Linked DNA regions of Sus scrofa: region 2 is linked to region 1. A link is a contact called in public promoter capture Hi-C data. All regions are on one chromosome and are shown on one strand. Each heading gives the region's core, a stretch centred on a gene start, on an enhancer-like site or on the middle of the called end of the contact. The rest is flanking DNA. Distances are from core to core; before and after follow the strand shown. Region 1 holds the start of ZBTB8B (zinc finger and BTB domain-containing protein 8B). Region 2 holds the start of TMEM54 (transmembrane protein 54).

Region 1 (5,555 bases), core at 2,210-4,709:
ACCTCCTCCCTCCAGAAAGTCTTTCCATGGACAAAATAGATCCCTCAAGGCCTAAGCACTAACTGAACAGACTTTACTCATAAAAGACCACCAACAAGCTTATTAAATGGCAATTTACACCTACATTATACACATTTATAACAAGTGATGCATTAAGTTTAGAAACTAGAGAACCAATTAGGGAAAGAAGTAGAGGAGCCTCTATAAGCAAGTAAACTGACAAACTTCAAAGTGAGAACTGACAGCTAGGAAAAGGTAAAAAAGTTACAAAAAACCGACCTAGAAATGTTTTCAAAATATCAGCCCGAGGCCCCCTAGCTAAGGGTATTAAATGTTCCTACATGTTCAAAATGGCCTAAAGACATCATGAAATCATAGCCCAGGGCTATAATGGATGGGCCTAAGTCATCGAGATGATTCCTTTCATATTCATTTTAAACTCAAGGAAGTTATAATTTCAGGAATTTTCTTTCATCCAAAGTAATTACAACTAACATTTTGATTCAGAAAGGAAGAGAACTGTCAGCTAAAAAATGCTAATTCTTCCCCCCCAAAAAAAACTCTGAAAGTTTTCTTAGGACTAAGGTTTCGCTGTCATTCTCACCTCTTTCAGCTGCTCCAACCAAACCTTCTGGTCTTTGGCAATCAAAATATTAAGGGAAAAACAAGATACAGGAGAATGTTACATTTAAATACATTCTAGTCTTCCTCTAGTCTTCCTCAAAACTGAAAGTCCTACCAGACTGGGAAAGTCACATTTTTCAATGTAATAATGTCCACTGTTCATGCAAATGTAATTTGGAACACCATTTCAGAGGGAAATTTATCAACCTATATCAAAACTTAAAATGTTACACATCTTTTGCCCCCAAGATTCCATGGCTAAAAATGACCCTTTTGGAGGTATTCCCAAAAGTACATCAAATCATAATTTCAGAGATGTCTATTGTACCAGGTTTTTGTAAAACCTGGTTAATGCAAAAGTAGAAACAATCTGAATGTCCACCAATAGGGGACAAATTAAATCAATGAGGTACATTCACACAGGGGAATACTATGCAACCATTCTTTTCATGAGTTGGAGTTGTATGTATTTGTAAGAAAAGATCACTAAGATATATTGGAAAAAGGCAAGATGCAAAACAAAATATAGCATACAACCCTATCTATGTATATGCTCTTGCTGGTATATGTAAGAAGTTTTTTTCCTGGGAGAATATATGAGCAAGAATCAACAACAGACACCGTTGAGGAGAGGGACTAGGGGCTAAGAGGTGTGTGGAAGGACTTGCATTTTTCATTTATAATCTTTTGATTATAACAATATATAGTTATAACAATACATTGTTACATCTTTCACTGTGTGTGCACATATTGCTTTTTTTTTTTTCTTTCCTTTTTAGCAAAGAATAAAAAGTGGAGGGATTAAGGAGTTGGTAAATCAGGGAGATAAATACCTAAGTAGGTAAAGTACTTTTCAACTTGTGGAACGTTCTTATCTACAGGGTATCCTCCCAGGCACTTGCATTTTTCACTGGAAGATGCTACTTTTCAGCAATAGTGCCAGAAACTCATTTCCTCTGACATTCTCTCTGCAAACATTCTGAATTCCACCTGGTCATCTAAACACTCCCTGACTTTGCGAAAGTCTATCTACATACTTTGTTCAAATGTTTCTCCATGGGAGTTCCCGTCGTGGCGCAGTGGTTAACGAATCCGACTAGGAACCATGAGGTTGCGGGTTCGGTCCCTGCCCTTGCTCAGTGGGTTAGCGATCTGGCGTTGCCGTGAGGTGTGGTGTAGGTTGCAGACGTGGCTCGGATCCCATGTTGCTGTGGCTCTGGCATAGGCCAGTGGCTACAGCTCCGATTCGACCCCTAGCCTGGGAACCTCCATATGCTGCAGGAGCGGCCCAAACAAATAGCAAAAAGACAAAAAAAAAAAAAAAAAAAAAAGTTTCTCCAATCCTGTATTTGGCATACAGTATGGAAATATTTATTCACATCAATCCCACTCGCTTTTGTCATTCTGCATCCCTGGGACATGCTGAAGATCACCACTTCTCCTGGAAAAGAAGCTCTTAGGGTACATCACTCCCAGAGGCACATTTATCCAGTCTAGCAGTGACCCTCCCAACCTTCCCATGGTTCAGTTCAACACTTATTGGCTACATGCAATGCCTGACACAAGGAAGATGCCAGAAATAGAAAAATGAACCAAGTACAGCCTGTCCTCCAGGAGAGGGCAGATGCCAACACCACCACCTGCAACAAACTCCCACACTCCCCTGGGGGGATCGCTGTCTTCATTCCAGCGCCAGAAGCAGCTTTGAATTCCACCCACTCTTTCTGACAACGCTCCTCCAGTCTCACCAACAGAATAATGAAAACCTGCTCATCAATTGTTAGCATTTACTGAGCACGACTCCTCATGAAGCACTGTAAGAAGTACTTCACAAGAATTAATTAATTTTAACCTCACTATAACCCGGTGCAATAGATAAAATCATTACATCCTCTTTTTCAGAGGAGAAAATTGAGGTTCAAATTACAGATAACACACTCAAACTAGGATTGAGACTGAGCTTGGTTTGGGTCCAGAGTTGACGTCCTTTAACTACTATGCCAACTGGACTTCCTGAACCCTCCAGAACGCTGTGAGAAGAGCTGGGGAAGTCATTCACTCCTTTTCCCCAACGCACGGAGTGGAGGGGAACGACTCGGAAGAAGAGTTTCCACTCCCACAGAAAGTATTTCTGGATCAACTTCATCTTTGATTCACCGGTTAAACTCGCAAAACAAGAGGATGCTCCCCCTCATCTGGAGTCTGACGACCCTGCAGAAATCACGGGAACCGGTTACTGGACACGATCTTGGGCCCTTGAGTGTGGGAACCGAGGCCCTGTCCCTCCCATGGCCTCTCTGGCACAAAGTGACCAGCGCCGCGACGGTCACTGCCCCAGTCTGGCCGAGTCTTTGCGCCCGGGTATCTTCAGAACGAGCGCGCGCCCAAACCACCAGCTGAACGACGCCGAGGCTGAAGGCTGCCCAAAGTCTGGGAAAGCGGAGGACTTGCTGCCCCGCCGCCCCTCCCCATGCTGGAGGGGAGGGAGGGGATCGGTCATCGAGGGCAGCTTCGCACGGGGGTTCGGGGAGTCGCCGGGGCCAGGTGGTCCGAGGGAGGCCGAGCGAGGAGTATCCCCATCCGCTACCCCCCATACCCCCCACCGGGTGCCCTGAATGCTCCCCAAGCCAATGAAAACCTCAGCGAAAACCTGCTTCTCAGCTCTCACCTTCCGGTGTGTTCCAGCCGCGCGGCCGCCGAGCTACGCGCAGCGACACGCCCCCCTTTCATTCACCTGTCGCCCCCTCCAGTGAGAGGCGAGGCAGCTGACCAATCATGGACGCTCCTGGGCTCAGGAAGGCGGATCCTTTGGCCAGCAGGTTGTTCAATGGCGCCGGTGCCCGCTCGGGAGGATGCGCTCTGAAGGCTCCAGTACTCGCTGGGTGATGGGAATTGTGGTCTCAGTGTTCATTTTTTCCAGTAAAGATACTGTGGACGAAACTACAAGTACCAAGATGCCAAGAGGGGCAAAGATCAGTGCTTGTAAAAGGCTGGAGATCGGTTCTGTCTTCTGAGACCAGCTCGAGGGACCTGCCAAGTATCAGCCTCTTTGTCCGGAGAGCTAAAAGCACGTCGTGCATATTAATACAGCCTGGAGAATAAGATCTATAACCTGTCAGTCCGCACACTTTTTACAACTGCCAGCGCTCTCCGCAAAAATTCTGGAAATGAATAAAATGATTTCACCTACTCAACAGGTTTTTCTTGAACACCTGCAACACTCTCTTCCCTTGAAAGGCTTTCAGATTTGTATTTACAAGTGAAATTATTAAATAGCATTACCTACATGTTCTTAAGTAATAGTACAATCACGTTCTGAGAAGGCTGTGTAAGAGACAAACCAGGTTACCACTCTCAGAGACCTTAGTTCTAATGGGGAGGGGGATGTATTTGTTTGCTAGGGCTGCTCTTAACAAAGTACCGCAAACTGCTTAAAAAAAAAACAGAAATTTATTGTCTCACTATTCTGGAGGCTGAAAGTGCAAAATCAGGTGTAGTCAGGGTTAGTTCCTTTTGAAGGAAGGAGGTCTGTTGCAGGCCTCTCTGGCTTATAGAGGACCATCTTCATGGTCACATGGAGTCCTCCCTGTACACATTTCTGTGTTTAGATTTCCCCTTTTTATAAGGACACCAGTCATATTGGATTAGGGGTTCACTCTACTCCAGTATGCCCTCATCTTGATCAATTACATCTGCAACAACTATTTCCAAATAAGGTCATATTCTTTTTTTTTTAAATGATTTTTAAATTTTTTTTCATTATAGTTGGTTTACAGTGTTCTTTCAATTTCTACTGTACAGCAAGTGACACAGTCACACATATATACATTCCAAATAAGGTTATATTCTGAAGTACTGGGGTTAGAATTTCAACATAGGAATTGGGGGAGTGATAGGGGACACAATTCACTCCATAATAGGGAGAGATGGCCAATAAAACTTTAAACAGGAAATAAGAGAGTTCCCTGGTAGTCTAGTGGGTTAAGGATACAACACTGTCACTGTTGTGGCTCATGTTCAATCACATGCCATGGGTTTGGCCAAAAAAAAAAAAAGGAAATAGATGAAGTACATGGCAAAAAAACAGGGTAGTGAAACAACAAAGAATGATTCGGTGGCTAGGTTAGGTTAAGGGACAGAAATGGCCTCTTTGGTTGAAGGTATTTCAGCTGAGACCCTAATTAGGAGGAATGAGCCATGCTAAGATTAAACAAAAGAGTATTCCAGGCAGAGGAAGAATTAGTACAAAGGCTCTAAAACAGAAATAAGAGGATAACCCCCGGGGAAGGGGGGTGGATGACAGACAGATGAGCTTAACAAACACGCAACCTGTGCCATCCCATGAAGCCATACTCTCAGAAAGTCCCCATCTTGATTTAATGTGCACTAGCTTAATTGCCCTCTTGCAATTCTTAATAATTTTTTAACATGGGAGCCCTATATTTTCATTTCGAACTGGGCTCCAAAATTATATAGCCAGTCCAGGTGACAGAAAATGTGAAGATAGGGGAGCAGAGGCCAGATCACATAGGGATTGGTAGGTCAAGTTGAGGGGTTTGGATTTTTTATTGTTTTTAAGTGTGATGAGATAGCTTTGAAGGATCTTAGGCAGGGTAGAGATACGATCTGATAGTAGTGGTTCCAGTAAAAGATGCAGAGAGCTGGGCTTAGGGTAGAAGTGGTAGAGATGAAGAGGGCTGGTTTAGAATATATTTTAGAGCTCGGCAATGATTAAACTGCAGTTCACGCTAAAGATAACTTGGATGATCTAGATAAAGATAATTAAGGAGTGATGGGAGTTCCCGTTGTGGCTCAGCAGGTAACAAAACCAACTAGTATCCATGAGGAAGCCGGTTCCATCCCTGGCCCTGCTCGGGGGGTTAAGGATCTGGCGTTGCTATGGCTGTGGAGTTGGCTGGCGACTACAGCTC
Region 2 (5,459 bases), core at 1,838-4,337, 350 kb before region 1:
CATTCCGGAAGTTTGGAGGGGAAGGGAGAGGAGGTGAAAAAGCAGTAACTAGACATGTAACAGGAGTCAAGGGGAGGGTCTGGTTTTCAGGCTAGAAGAGAATTGGCTCTGCGTATAGGCTGATGGGAAGGATTTGGCAGAAAGGGGGAGGATGAGGGATGGAGGGTGGTCCATACGGAGCTGGAGGAGCGACTGGGAGGAGGAGCAAGGAGGTGAGTGGGTCTAGAACAGAACTATTCCCATTTTAACATGCATCGAGGAGTTCCAGTTGTGGCTCAGCAGTAACGAACCTGACCAGTATCCATGAGGATGCAGGTTGGATCCCTGGCTCTGCTCAGTGGGTTAAGGGGTTGCTGTGAACTGTGGTATAGGTCAAAGATGTGACTCAGATCTGGCATTGCTGTGACTGCGGTGTAGGCCGACAGTCGCAGCTCCAATTCGACCCCTAACCTGGGAACTTCCATATCCTTCTATATCCCGAGGCCCTAAAAAGGAAAAAAGGGGAAAAAAAAAAAAAAAAAGGAGTTCCCATCATGGCTCAGTGGTTAACGAACCCGACTAGCATCCATGAGGACAAGGGTTCAATCCCTGGCCTCACTCAGGGGGTTAAGGATCCGGCGTTGCCATGAGCTGTAGTGTAGGTCAGACTCGGCTCAGAGCCCACATTGCTGTGGCTGTGGCATAGGCCAGTGGCTACAGCTCTGATTGGACCCTAAAAAACAAAAAGACAAAAAAAACAAACAAAACAAAACAAAACAAAAAGACATGTAGGAGTTCCCCTTATGGCTGAGTGGATTCAGAACCTGACATAGTATGGCTGCGGGTTTGATCCATACCCTCAGTGTGTTAAGGATCTGGTGTTGGTGTGGCTGTGATGTAGGCCAGCAGCTGCATTTCCAATTCGACCCCTAGCTGGGAACTTCCATATACTGCAGGTGTGGCTGTAAAAAAAAGAGGGGGGGATGTAAAAGAGAAAATACAAAGAATAACAAACTTCCCTATTGAGGCCATGTAGACTCTGACGTTAGAAACATGCAGAAGTCCCCTGCAGCCACCTCCTCCTCCCAGACAAGCGTGATCACTTGGCTTTTCATTTTACATATGTGTATATACATATACAAAATTGAACACGGTTGAGTTCGCATGTGATTGTTCTACTTACAGGGAAGAACTGTTCTGATAATCAGGGAGGAAAAAGCCTTTCTAAGGTGAAAAAGACTTGTACTGGGATTGAAAGCCTGAACCTCCTTCCCAACTGAGCAGCCCCGTGGAGAAGCTGTGCCCTGGGAAGACCCATCCACCAATGGAAGAGTATCGGACCACACCTGGTTGTTAAATGTTCCAGGAAGGGGAGAATTTCTATTTGTATTTCCCTGGCTAGGTTTCAACCCACTCTCATATCTCCCAAGACTTTTTACCCCTCAGAAATCTGGGAAGGCGATCACTATCTACTTAACAGATGAGGCGCAGGGAGGGCAGCGAGCTGCCAGGGTATCACAGTGAGTTGTGGAAGCACAAGAAACTAGTGGTCTAGCCTGGGCTTCTTCCCAGAACCCCAAAACCCCAGAACCCCAGGCCAGGGTGTGGAAGGGTGAGGCGCAGACAAGGGACACTGGGCAGCTCAGAGGATCGGACTTTGGCCTCTTGGCAATAAGGAAGAGATATGGCAATACCTTCGGGCTGCTAAGGCTGGGCCAGGACTGGGAGGCTGTGCCAGAGGAGAAATAGGTGGGCAGTTTCCTCCTCAGGGCCCCAGAGAGCAGGCCTACTCCCTGGAGGCTACAGCTCCCCTGTCCCTCGTCCCCATCCCACCACCCCCAACACCCAGAAGCAGCCCTCACAGTTAAACAGATCTAGATTCAAGTCTCTGTCATTGATACATGCTGTGTGCTCTTTGAAAAGTCCCTTTAACCTTTCTGGACCTCGATTTTCTCACCTGTAAAATGGGGTAATACTCTTTAACTCTCAGTATTGTTCCAAGGACAGAAGAGAGAACCCTCATTTATGCATCTAAAAGCAGAGACATTTAAAAGGACTGGGTCCCCAGCCTAATTCCAGATGGTCCAAGACTGGCTTAAAGAGACTGCCTGACACTGATAGAGAAGCCATGTGCAGGTCACATGCACATTGTATGCCCAACATACAAAGCATACGCATTCAGTGGACATCTGGTATTAGATGCTTCAAGCCAGCCCCTGCCCTCAGGGCCACTGACCACTGGGGTGGGGGGTACAGACTGTGAACTGATGCTGCCCAGATACCACAGAAGTGCCTCCCAGAGGCCTGCTCTAGGGGCTGAGAGCCCAGGGAAGGAAGCCGCAGCACAGCCACATTGGAGAATGTGGGCACAGAGACCCACTACTCCACCACTTCCCATTGGTCACTCTTACTGAGTCCATTCCTACACGTTGTGGACAAAGAGGACTCGAGTCATCCTGGCACACTAAAGGGGCACAGTAACCAATAGCGGGTAACAGTAAAGCTCCTACTATGTGCTCCTGCTAGGTCTACCCTTCATCTGTAAAGATAATCTAGAGGGTTTTCAAAGCGTTTGATCTCATTTTTGTAGCTCACCACGACTTTAGGGAACAGGAATTATAATCCCTGACTTTCTGACGAGGAAACAGAGGTACTCCCCATCCCCCACACCCCCACACCCCAACACATAGTGAAGTAAAGCACCTTGCTAGGCGTGGGGAACTGAAGGCCAGGGCAAGGACAAAATGTGATTTTCTTGAGGTCACACAGCAGGTGCAGGACAGACCCTGGTTCTCCAGAGAGTTGAACTTCCCCATCCTCTAGAAAGAAGTGGATTCCCAACTTTCACCCTGGGGCTTTCCTGTCCAGGTGCCCCCACCAGGTCATGGCAACCGCGCATCTGGCCCCCATCTCACGCCCCAGCCCAGACGATCGCGGCTCCTCTAGGGCTCAGTTTTCATCTGTAAAATGGGCATCCCCGAAGCCGGGCGGGTTAGGAGCAGAGGGGAGCGGCCGGGCGCCGCCGGCACCCGGGGCTGGCGCGGGGAGGTGGGGCCTGCTCCGTGATTCAGCCGGGCGGGCCAGGAAGGGCTGCCCAGCCAGTCAGACCGGCCCGGGATGCAAACGAGCAGTCAGGTCCCTCCCGGGGTCGGGCCGCCCGGGGGGTGACGGGAAGGGAGGCCGGCCGGGCGCCGGGAGCCCAGGGCTCGAGGCGGGAAGTGGGCGCGGCGCGGGCTGTGCTGGGCGAGCGGCGGCTGCGGACCAGGATGAGAGCCGGGCCGCCCGGCCGCCCGCAGCGTCTGGAGCCCCGCTGAAGCCGCCGCGGGGACGCCGTGCGGGAGCCGAGATGTGCCAGCGCCTGGGTGAGCCGCGGGGGACTGCGGGGCTGACGAACCCGCCCCACATCCTTGGCAGGGGCGGAGCAAAGGAGTGGGAGCCCGGAGCCCCGGGATTCAGGCCGCCTTCTCTGCATGTCACTTTCTGCTCTGGGCCTCAGTTTCCCCAGCACCGAGCTGGAGCCGGGGTGGGGGGGGCGGGGGTTTGGCTGCCGGAATCTTCTCCAAGTAGCTCCTCGCCCGCCCCCACTTTCCTGCGGACGAGGGACCCCCAGGTGGGAGGAGAGCAGCGCCCCCTCGCTCAGAAGGGAGAGCAGAGGGAGGGGGGTTCAGAACCCAGAGAGTTCCGAGCCCGAGGCTACCTGCTCTTTGCTTCCTCAGCGTCGCCAAGGGCTCCCGCTTCCATAACCCTCCCACTCCCCCAACCAGGCGGAGTGGGAGGGGCCGTTGGCAAACAGGATCCAGGCCGAGGAGTGAGACCGATGTGTCCCCTCCTCTCACTCCCTGGACACAGAGATGCTGCTCTTGGGCATCAGACAGACCTGGGGGTGGGGGGCGTCCCTACTCCAGTCAAGAGATTGTGTGAGCCTTGGTTTTCTCATCTGTAAAGTGGGAAGGGTAGCACCACCTCCTGGGGCAACAGTGAGAATGAAGTTAGCTCCTATGGGGCAATCACGGGCTTGCCACTCTGCCAACCCCATTGCTGAGGGCTCCGAGGGTGGTAACGTAGAAGCAGAGAAGCCTGGGGCTGTCCTGAGACTCTGTCCAGTGCTCCAGGCACAGCTCCAAGCTAGTCTGACCTAGTCTTGGTCGTGAGGCGCTGTTGTTCCTGAGCCCAGCCCTGAGCTGGGTGGTGTCTGGGTGGCCAGGTGGGTGGGTGGTTGGGATAAAGTGGGTCAGGCCCCTGGGATAAAGCTGCCTTGCCTCTTCCTGTTTGCCCAGGAGTTAATCTTTACAATGCCATCCAGTGCCACAGTGCCTGCTCTTTGATTTTCCTGAATGTGATGCAGCTACAGAGGGTCCTGTAGGCTCCCGAGGTCTCAGAGACCCCCTAGACCAACCCCTTCCCATTTTATACATGGGGAATCTGGGGCCCAGAAAAGAGAGAGGCCGGTGTCACACAGAGGGGCTGTGACTAAGTAGCCCCAGGCCTCCCTGCTCCCTGGAGACCTGCTCTTGGCACCTGGCGCCCAAGAACATCCAGTCCAGGGATTTCTTTCTTCCTTTCTTTTTAACTACAGAGTTCCCTTCTGTGAAATATAACCCAATTCTTTCTGCCACAGCTGGGGACACTGAGGTCTAGGAAGGGACGCAGGGATTTCCCAAGGAGTCGCTAAAGGAAGAGCGGGGGGGTGTTTAGCTCTAGGGGCCAGGAGAGACTTCCATCTCACAGAGCTGGCTAGAGTGAGGGTGGTGGGCCCAAGGGGCCAGTATGGTGTGTGTCCTAAGGGCAGAGCCAGGACCCATGGGGGACATTCCAAAAAGCAGATCTGAAACAGCCAGGAAGAGGGCTCCCTGGTCCTGAGGGCATGTAGCCACTTGGACACTCAGAATCTGCACGTGAATGCCTGATGTTTTTTTGATCCCAGCCTCCCCAGCTTACCTTGTCCCTGAACCAAGAGCTTGGTTTTCCCAGCACCCTCAGAGTATGGCCCACTTTGCCATCAATGTCCTCATGGGGCCCTCCTTCCCCACCGGGAAACAGGGGTTATTCTTCCCATATGACAGATGAGGAAATGGAGACTCAGAAGTTTGAGCTTCTTGGGAGTTCCCATCGTGGCACAGTGGTTAATGTACCCGACTAGTATCCACGAGGAGACGGGTTCGATCCCTGGCCTTGCTCAGTGGGTTAAAGATCCGGCGTTGCCGTGAGCTGTGCTGTAGGTCGCAGATGCAGCTCAGATCTCTGAGTTGCTGGGGCTGTGGTGTAGGCAAGCAGCTGCAGTTCTGATTCAACCCCTAGCCTGGGAACCACCATATGCTGCAGGTACAGCCCTAAGAAGACCAAAAAAAAAAAAAAAAAGTTTGAGGAGTTCCCGTCGTGGCGCAGTGGTTAACGAATCCGACTAGGAACCATGAGGTTGCAGGTTCGATCCCTGCTCTTGCTCAGTGGGTTAAGGATCCGGCGTTGCCGTGAGCTGTGGT

Evidence for each region. Promoter capture Hi-C pulls out the DNA fragments that hold promoters and counts their contacts.
Region 2: a promoter capture Hi-C map of liver shows a contact between it and region 1, with 2.9 times the contacts expected there. The contact joins the promoter of TMEM54 here to the promoter of ZBTB8B in region 1. A contact is called at or near these places in 1 of 5 promoter capture datasets (liver) and 1 of 47 Hi-C or Micro-C datasets (embryonic fibroblasts).

What each region holds. Positions count from the first base shown.
Region 1 is chr6:88,854,217-88,859,771 of Sscrofa11.1, reverse strand. ZBTB8B (zinc finger and BTB domain-containing protein 8B) reads right to left here and starts at 3,459. Exons shown (of 4, transcript XM_005665201.3): 1 at 3,293-3,459.
Region 2 is chr6:89,201,582-89,207,040 of Sscrofa11.1, reverse strand. TMEM54 (transmembrane protein 54) reads left to right here and starts at 3,087. Exons shown (of 7, transcript XM_013999129.2): 1 at 3,087-3,341.